3 separate regions of the Gossypium arboreum genome follow, and all the other regions are linked to region 2. A link is a contact called in public Hi-C data. All regions are on one chromosome and are shown on one strand. The core of a region is the stretch at or near the end of the contact, and the rest is flanking DNA. Distances in the headings are between cores, read along the strand shown.

What was found. Hi-C and Micro-C count contacts between places; a contact is called where the count stands out from the background.
Region 1: a contact with region 2 is called in a Hi-C map of leaf, with 2.8 times the contacts expected there. The contact joins the promoter of LOC108482583 here to the promoter of LOC108464502 in region 2. A contact is called at or near these places in 2 of 5 Hi-C or Micro-C datasets (both in leaf).
Region 3: a contact with region 2 is called in a Hi-C map of leaf, with 4 times the contacts expected there. The contact joins the promoter of LOC108465302 here to the promoter of LOC108464502 in region 2. A contact is called at or near these places in 2 of 5 Hi-C or Micro-C datasets (both in leaf).

What each region holds. Positions count from the first base shown.
Region 1 is chr1:28,501,951-28,504,650 of ASM2569848v2, reverse strand. LOC108482583 (probable F-box protein At2g36090) reads left to right here and starts at 1,369. Exons shown (of 1, transcript XM_017785714.2): 1 at 1,369-2,700. The coding sequence starts at 1,392. The coding sequence ends at 2,585.
Region 2 is chr1:28,125,548-28,128,247 of ASM2569848v2, reverse strand. LOC108464502 (protein NTM1-like 9) reads right to left here and starts at 1,263. Exons shown (of 6, transcript XM_017764836.2): 1 at 516-1,263; 2 at 1-214. The coding sequence starts at 681.
Region 3 is chr1:28,397,083-28,399,782 of ASM2569848v2, reverse strand. LOC108465302 (B3 domain-containing protein Os03g0120900-like) reads left to right here and starts at 1,391. Exons shown (of 1, transcript XM_017765624.2): 1 at 1,391-2,700. The coding sequence starts at 2,024.

The DNA.
Region 1 (2,700 bases), core at 120-2,619, 380 kb before region 2:
TGTCTCCTACACTTCATGTAAGTTCTCTCAACACTCGACCTCTCCTATTGAAGTTGGTAAAATCACTCTCAATCGATGGACAGTTTTCTTTCTATTTACACCAGTGAAATGGGTTCCCAAGATGAACTATGTAGTGTTTTATTATTTCCTCCACAATGGAGGATGAAGCTTCCATTAAAATACTTCAAGCGCTATCGTAGTGATAAAATATCCTTGAAATGAGAATAAGATAACTTTAAAATTATATCATATTGCTTGATATCAATTTGTCAATCTTGTCCATTAATATCCTCTTAATAAAGGATAGTAAAAAGTTCATAAATCTTGAACTTAGAATAAAAATCAATCTTAGTATAAACAAATCAAGATTACCGACAAACAATTTTGCACCAACATATTATAGTAGGGAATTCCTTCAAATTCTTCACTATTTTTAATAAAGGAGGAGAACTGTGTCTAACAGAAGATTAGGGTCCATGTCCAAACTACTTGAAACTAATGCATTGCCACTTGGCAAATTCAAAGAGCTTTTGCCTTGAATTTCACGTATTTTGGTTTCCTTAATGTTTATGGGCAACTATTGTACCTAAATATATAGAAGCCTTTAGCTTTGAATCAATTAAACTGGTTAATTGCAGTTTTGCTTCTAGTTAATGAAATTCGTCCACAATAAAGAGCTTCCATTTCTTTCACAATAGTGCCAAAATGTTGGGCAGCTTTCCTTTTTCGTCCGTAACAACCATTCCCCACGAATTACATGAAGTTCTATGCAACCAACATTTTGATCCCATTCTCTCAACCCTAATAATATAAATTATTAAGACTATTTAATTATTTGATGATATCTTAAGAATGAATCAATCAAATTAAGTTAAAAGTTGATTTGTTTTTGTTAACTAGCATATAAATTTTTATATACTTAGTGAACGTTATGACACTTGTTAACAAATTTGATTACCTGTTAAAAAAGTATTAATTATAAATTTATATACTAAAGCATCCAACACTAATAAAAATTTAAGATGGATTTTTTTTTTGAGCTGAATTGATTGATGGATGATTAGGGAATAATATGAATAATAGCACAGATGAACCTCTCACTTACTTTCATTTAATATGATAAATGACTTTTCAACTTCACAAAGCCATCACTTAATTACGGGCTTAGGCAGTCTAGTATAGAGGTTACAACTTAATAGCTTGGACGAACCTAATGGTGTTTTCCATTTAAAGAATTTGGCTGTTTGAACTTGGCAAAGTTTCAAAGTTGGCAAGCCAACCCTGCAGTTGGCGGTTCACTATCTTTGGCCTAATTGTGGATTGTCCCACGGATTTATGGAAGAAATTTAAACCCTGTAAAACGCGGCTACTGACTTGTATCACGTTGGTCAATGGTGTGTTTCATGGTCATACATCATCTCTATGGACGGCTAGATGGGTCAAATGACTGTTATATAAACAAGTGGGAGCGTATCCATAGTAGGCAAAAAAAAAAAAAAATGATGGAGCATTTGAAATGTGATTTGAAGTGCTTAAGCAGGGATATCCTAGCTGACATCATGGCTCGACTAGATGGTTCAACCCTGGCCTCAGCTGCCTGCACATGTTCTGACCTTCGAGGCATAGCTCGAAACCAAAGGTTATGGAAGCAATTGTGTAATTCCACATGGCCTTCCACTGCACTCGACGAAGCCCAACACCTTATTTCATCATCAACGGATGGTTTTCGCAGATTCTATGCTGATTCTTATCCTCTTATTTCGAATGATCACAAAGATGCCAACAATTACTTTCCTATACAACCAACCCTTATTTCCCCGTCTAATTTTGCTTTGTTTATAGATGTTTATTATAGAGAAAAATGTATTACTTCCAGTGTCTTAGACGGCATACCAATGGAAACCGATTTCGGCCAAGATGATGACACAACAACTGGTCTTATGAGTTGGGTATTGAACTGTCCATTCAAAGTGGTACCCTCAGATATTAATGATGAAGATATCGAAGACGGTGACGATGGACATGACTTCATATCACTTGTGGGAAAAGCAGATGATCGTTGCAATGAACTAAAAGAAGGGATTCGATTAAGTTGGGTGTTATTAGACAAGAAGAGAGGAAAAGCTGGAAATCTATCAAGCTGGAAGCCATTGTCGGTGAAGAAAATATGGGCTTCCAATGGTGACTATATTCTACATTTTGGGTGCATTATCCCAGTCCAAGAGAGACTACAACTGCCTCACAACTTGGCCAAGTGTCTTATAGTGGCAAGATGCAACATAGAGGAAAAACATGGGTATTTGAGATCGAAAGAGGTTAGTATGCACATTGAGGACACTAGTGGAGCATATGTAAATGGTGGCAAGAGTTTAATCATCTTGAACCAAGCTCTATATTGCTCACGAAGTAATAATCGTCATGCTGTTAAAAAGGGTTACATACAATTTGAGGGACGAAAGCAAGAGATTATAAGGAAAAAGAAGCTCGAAGAAACCATGGCTGATTGGCTTTGTATATCTTTTGAAGTAGTAATCCTCTTAATTTTAGGGTACCGAATTTTACCCATTTATTATATGGTCCAATGACAACTTAAGTAACCATTGCAAAGCACACTGTTTCTAGGACAAATAATTATTCATGTTAAACTGTGTTTTAACTTGTTTCATCAATTACAGACTGTTATGATGTTGCAATCCACAA
Region 2 (2,700 bases), core at 14-2,513:
GTACGCTGGCCCTTGGGAGCACGGCCCTTGTAAAAAACCAAAGTCTTCTTCATGCCAATCAGTGACTTTTTAGACTTAATGGTTCGATCCTTTCCCGTTGCTTTCCAATATCCTTTATCCGTAGCTCTGTTGGAACGATGGCTGTTCGGGTACTTCCTATCAAGCGGGCAAAAGAAGAACCACTCTGGATCGTCCGACTTTATCACCGACAGTCCTGTACTTAAATTCAACCATCCCAGTAATAAAAATTCAGAATTTAACTAATTTTGGAACATAAAAACTTTTTTTCGCAGAGAGGAATTTCAAAAAAAAAAAAAAACCGTAAGTTTACCTCAAATTGCAAGTTGTAGGAATCGAATTTATGAAATAAAATGTATATTAATTTCATATATTGAGCGAATAAAGCAAAATTTCCAGCTGACGCTTTGGCTAAGGCTAAGGTATCAAAGAATCAAAACAATACTTAAACCAATAATTTCTTTCTTACGCAAAAGAAAAAGAGAAAAAAGAAATACCAGGCAAATCCCATGGCTCCCATTTGCAGACATCGATTTCAGGAATGACACCAACCTCGGAATGACGACCGTTGATCTTCAATCTAAGGTAATGATTGATGAGCTCCTCATCAGTCGGCCTGAACCTAAACCCTAAAGGCAACGTTTCCATCGTTAAAACTGCCATCCTTTGCTAGTTTTCAAAAAAAAAAAATCTCGATTCTGAGTAAAATTGTCTTCTTCTTCTTCAGTGACTATCCAACTAGATTACTTAGGAAGGTAAATTAGTTGATTTTCAGTTGAGAGCTCCGTCAGGTCGCTTTCGTCTTACGGTAAAGCCGCAAAGCCAAGTAAATGTGAAAAAAAAAAAAAAAATCATGTGTGAGTAATCACGTGACCATGTCCGGGCCCTTTTTGCAGCCGTGTCGCTCTACCATTGGTGGAGACTGAAGCGCATTACAAGAGGAAGACGATGAGAGGCGCCCACAGCGTAGAAAAAACCCCGGTGTGGACGGCGAATTGAGCCACCCAATAATTGAGCTCCTTTTTCCTCCTTTTCCAGCGTAGGCTAAGGCAATGGAGCACTAGATCCTACACAATTACCAAAATACCCTCTCTACGCTTTTGTCACTTTTTTTTTTGCTTCTTGCTTTTTGGATAATACCGTCCACGTCTTTTCATTGTAATGTTGCACTGAGGAAAAGGAGCACAGTGAGCTAGCTTATCACGCAAGCCTTTTCGTATTTTTATAGTCTCAGTAAAGTTCAAGCTTTTTCTATTGGTTTTTATTAAAACAGAAAAAGGAAAAATTTATTTTGCCTCGTGCGCCCGGCTGGCTATAATATTGTGATATTTGCCCAGAAACTTTTTTATTTGATTCATTCACGTGCTTTTCTAGTGTTCTATATATATGGATTACTTGCAACCAGATTTAGATTCTAAAATTACTACTAAACTTCAAAATATATTAATTAAGGTTAAAAACTGCTCCAAATCCTTGTATTCTTTGTACATTTGAACTTTATTCCTCTTATTTTTATTTCAATGAATTTAGTCCCTCTACTTTTCAAATTTAAAAATATATGTTCAATTGTTAATACCATAAAATTTTCTATTAAATTCAGATTCATTGCAAATGTTATTTTCTGTTACATAATCGTGAAGTGAGATTTTCTTTTAAAATTTCAAAATATCGTGTCAACAAATTTAAAAAAATTAACAAATTAATAATTAGATCTAAAATTTAAAATTTAAAAAGTAAAAAGACTAAATTATTAAAAATAAAAAATAAAGACTAAATTCTAAAAGTAAAAAATCTTAAACTTTGACTGAAAATTGCTTATAGAAAAATTTTGATATTTTATGATATTTGGATGATTTCACGTAATCATTTGGTTTTTTAAAAATCATTTTCAAAGTTTTAAATAAAAATGCATAATATAAATTATAGAATATTATGGAAATATTACCGCTTGACAAACTAGTAATAACTATATTATCTCCTATAAATTTAATATTCACTTAATTTGAAGTTATAGGTATGATGTTGGATGGTGAAACACCGGAGCCAAAAGGATAAATGAAAACAAATATTCATTTATACTATTAAAATATTATTACTAAATATTTAGAAGTTATCATTTATATATTTAATAACAATAAATTAATAAAAATATTTCTCAATAAATTAAGAATACTATTTAAAATTTAAAATAATTATTAATATTGAAATCTATTATCAAAATAATATTATAATATTAAATATCAATATTTTAATATTTTTAAAATTAAAATTTATTGTCACTATAATAATATTTTACTTAATTCAAATTAATTTTATGTAAATATTATATTACTTATAAGGAGTTTTTTCTTAAAAGATGGTCTTATGTTTTTGAAAGAAGACAATTTGTCAAAAATAGTCCTTAAAATATGCAAAAAATTCAATTAAGTTTATGCAGCAAATTTGCACTCAATTAAGTCATTTCTATTAACTAAAATAATCAATTAAGCCCATCCGTTAACAATTCCTGTCATTGTTCACGTTGACCGTTAAAATAAATTGATGAACTAATCAAATGGTGATATACCGCAACTTCGGGTTAATCTAATATTTTTCTCATTAAAATATTGAAAACTAATATTTTCCCATTAAAATATTAAAAATTATAAAAATTAGAAAAAAAATTATAAAAATAGTAAAAAT
Region 3 (2,700 bases), core at 142-2,641, 270 kb before region 2:
TGCTTAGTAAAAGATTTGGTGCTCCTAAACAATGCAAAATGAAATGTAATTATTACAAGATATCTATATTTTTCCTTGCATTAATGCACTTCGATTAAATATTATTTTATTATTATTCCACATTATCAATCTGACTAATATAATTATATATTAAATGTTACCTGAACTATAGTATATCATGGAAATATCCCACCCTACCCTTTATCCTATATATGTATATATCAGCAAGGCAAAGAATCCACCAGCTTCAATTCATATCATTCATACCCACATAATTGGCATTGTTAATTTTATGTTATTTTTACTTTGAGAAAGCAAAGAAGACTGTGTTATAAGGTGCGGTGCGGGGGTTTCAAAATTAAAAGCCACGTAGATATATAAATAATTACCTGAAAATTTTGGTAAAAGTATTATAAAAGTCTTTGTATCAAGAATTAAATTGTATTTTGTTCATTTTACTCAAAAAATAGAAAAATTATTAAATTAAAGAGTAAACTGGTCATTCTTACTAAATTTTATTTATTTATTTTTACTCTTAACAATTAATGTAGTTGACGAAATAATTAAACAGTACATATGATGTATCACGTACATCTAGTTATAACGTATAATAATCAATTTACTCATGTTTTAGCGAAGTTAACAAAATACAATCTATTATCCCCTAATACAAAAGGCTCCGCTTGAACTTTTACTCAAAATATTGTACACTTAATATGTGATTGAAGTTAAATTAGTGTGTTTACTTTTGAGGTTTTGATGATAAGGAATTGATTGGTTGTAAGATTTAGATAGGGTTTGAAGAACAGACAAAAAAAAAAAGCCAATTATAAAAGGCGTGGCTAAATTGAATGGGTCCATTTGAGACTGCATGCGCTGCCTGCACCAATTCCGTGGGAAATAAGAAATCCTTTCTTTTCCTTTTATTTTATTTTATTTTTCCTTTTATTTTTGTTTAATTTCATATACCTTTGAGGGACTAAATATTGAATGAAGATGATAAATATCGTTTTCCATCTGGATGGCCACCATAGCAGAGTGGCCTGTACGGATCTTATTCAAAGAGCTTATTTTTTTTGTTTTCAAGTCAAAACCCTAACCCCCCCCCCCCCCCAAAGTTCCTGTTACTAATAGTTACATCACCTTTCAATTATGAAAATATTTATATGAATTTGATAAAAAAATGTGTAAGAATAAAGATAGAAAAGAGTAATATACACAACAGCTGGCTTTATTTAATATATAATTTTATTCCTACAAATAAAATTACTAAAATAATATGCATAGCACCCGGGATTATGACAGTGACAAGCTCACATGAGCCCCAACCAGTAATACGTGGGGTCCCTACGTATAAACTTATTACTTAAACATGTTCTCTCCCTTTCAATCTCTCTAACAAGGAAAACCCAGAGTAAAAAAAAAGAAAAAGAAAGGGCTTAATTAAGCCTCAATAACATAAATTAGAAAGGTAGCTGGAGAAGGTTCGAGGGAGGTTCATCAGGTTCTTCCCCCTGGATATATATCAAAAAAAAAATAAAGTTAAAGCCTCTTTTTCTTTTTCTTGCGATAGTTTATCTCTTGTTTCAAGGTCAACAACTAGATGAAGTTGGAAGATGGATGTGTGATATTTTTGTGCTCCAAGTCTTGTTTTCGTGTTTGGGTGTTAGATCATCTTGTTGGTCAAAGAAGGAATCACTGACTTTCTTCTCATTGTAGGGAGAGAGAGATGAAATTGTTTTAGCTTAAGCTAAAAGACCTGTTCTTGTTTCTCTCCTGAATAGTCGTTCAACCCTAGGAAAATTAAAGTTCTACTAGTAAATTATAACAAGTAGTAACATGGCATAGTTCCTGGTGTTCTTCCTTTGTCTGTCTGTCTGTTTGTTTTTTTTTTTCTAATCTCAACTGGTTCGATTAGTCCCCACTTTTTTCTTTTTTTAATTTGTTTTTAGGTTTTGTTTGGTTGATACTTGATTCTTCATCTTCCTCATCTTTATTGTGTCTAGATCTCGAAAGAAAAGTCATGGATTTTGGGTTTAATGAAGAAGGTAATAAGTTTCCTTTTTCATACTCTTCATCATCTTCTTCTCCTTCATCTTCTTCTTCTCAGCATAAAACCCAGATGGCTCCTCCTCTTAGCAACACTCGATGGGAGGCACAGGCTCATCAGATTCACGACGGTCACCACCGTCAAATGAGTACCAACTGGTTGAACAACAGGTACGAACCTGAAGAAGATAACGAAACAGCTACTGCAACTGCAAGTACTGAAGCTGATTCAACCCTTAGTGCAAGTGCTGCCAACATCGAGAAAGAACAATTGTTCGACAAAGTAGTTACCCCAAGCGATGTAGGGAAACTGAACAGACTTGTTATCCCAAAACAACACGCCGAGAAGCATTTCCCCTTGGATTCTTCCACCAATGAGAAAGGCCTTTTGTTGAATTTCGAGGACAGGAATGGGAAGCCATGGAGGTTCAGGTACTCTTATTGGAACAGCAGCCAAAGCTATGTTATGACCAAAGGATGGAGCCGTTTCGTCAAGGATAAGAAACTTGATGCGGGCGATATAATTTCTTTCCAGAGAGGGGTCGGCGAGTTGGAGAAACACCGTCTTTTTATCGATTGGAGGAGGAGACCTGATGGACCAGACCCAGTTTCTTTCCATCCCCATACGCACCACTTGCCTTTGCACCGTTC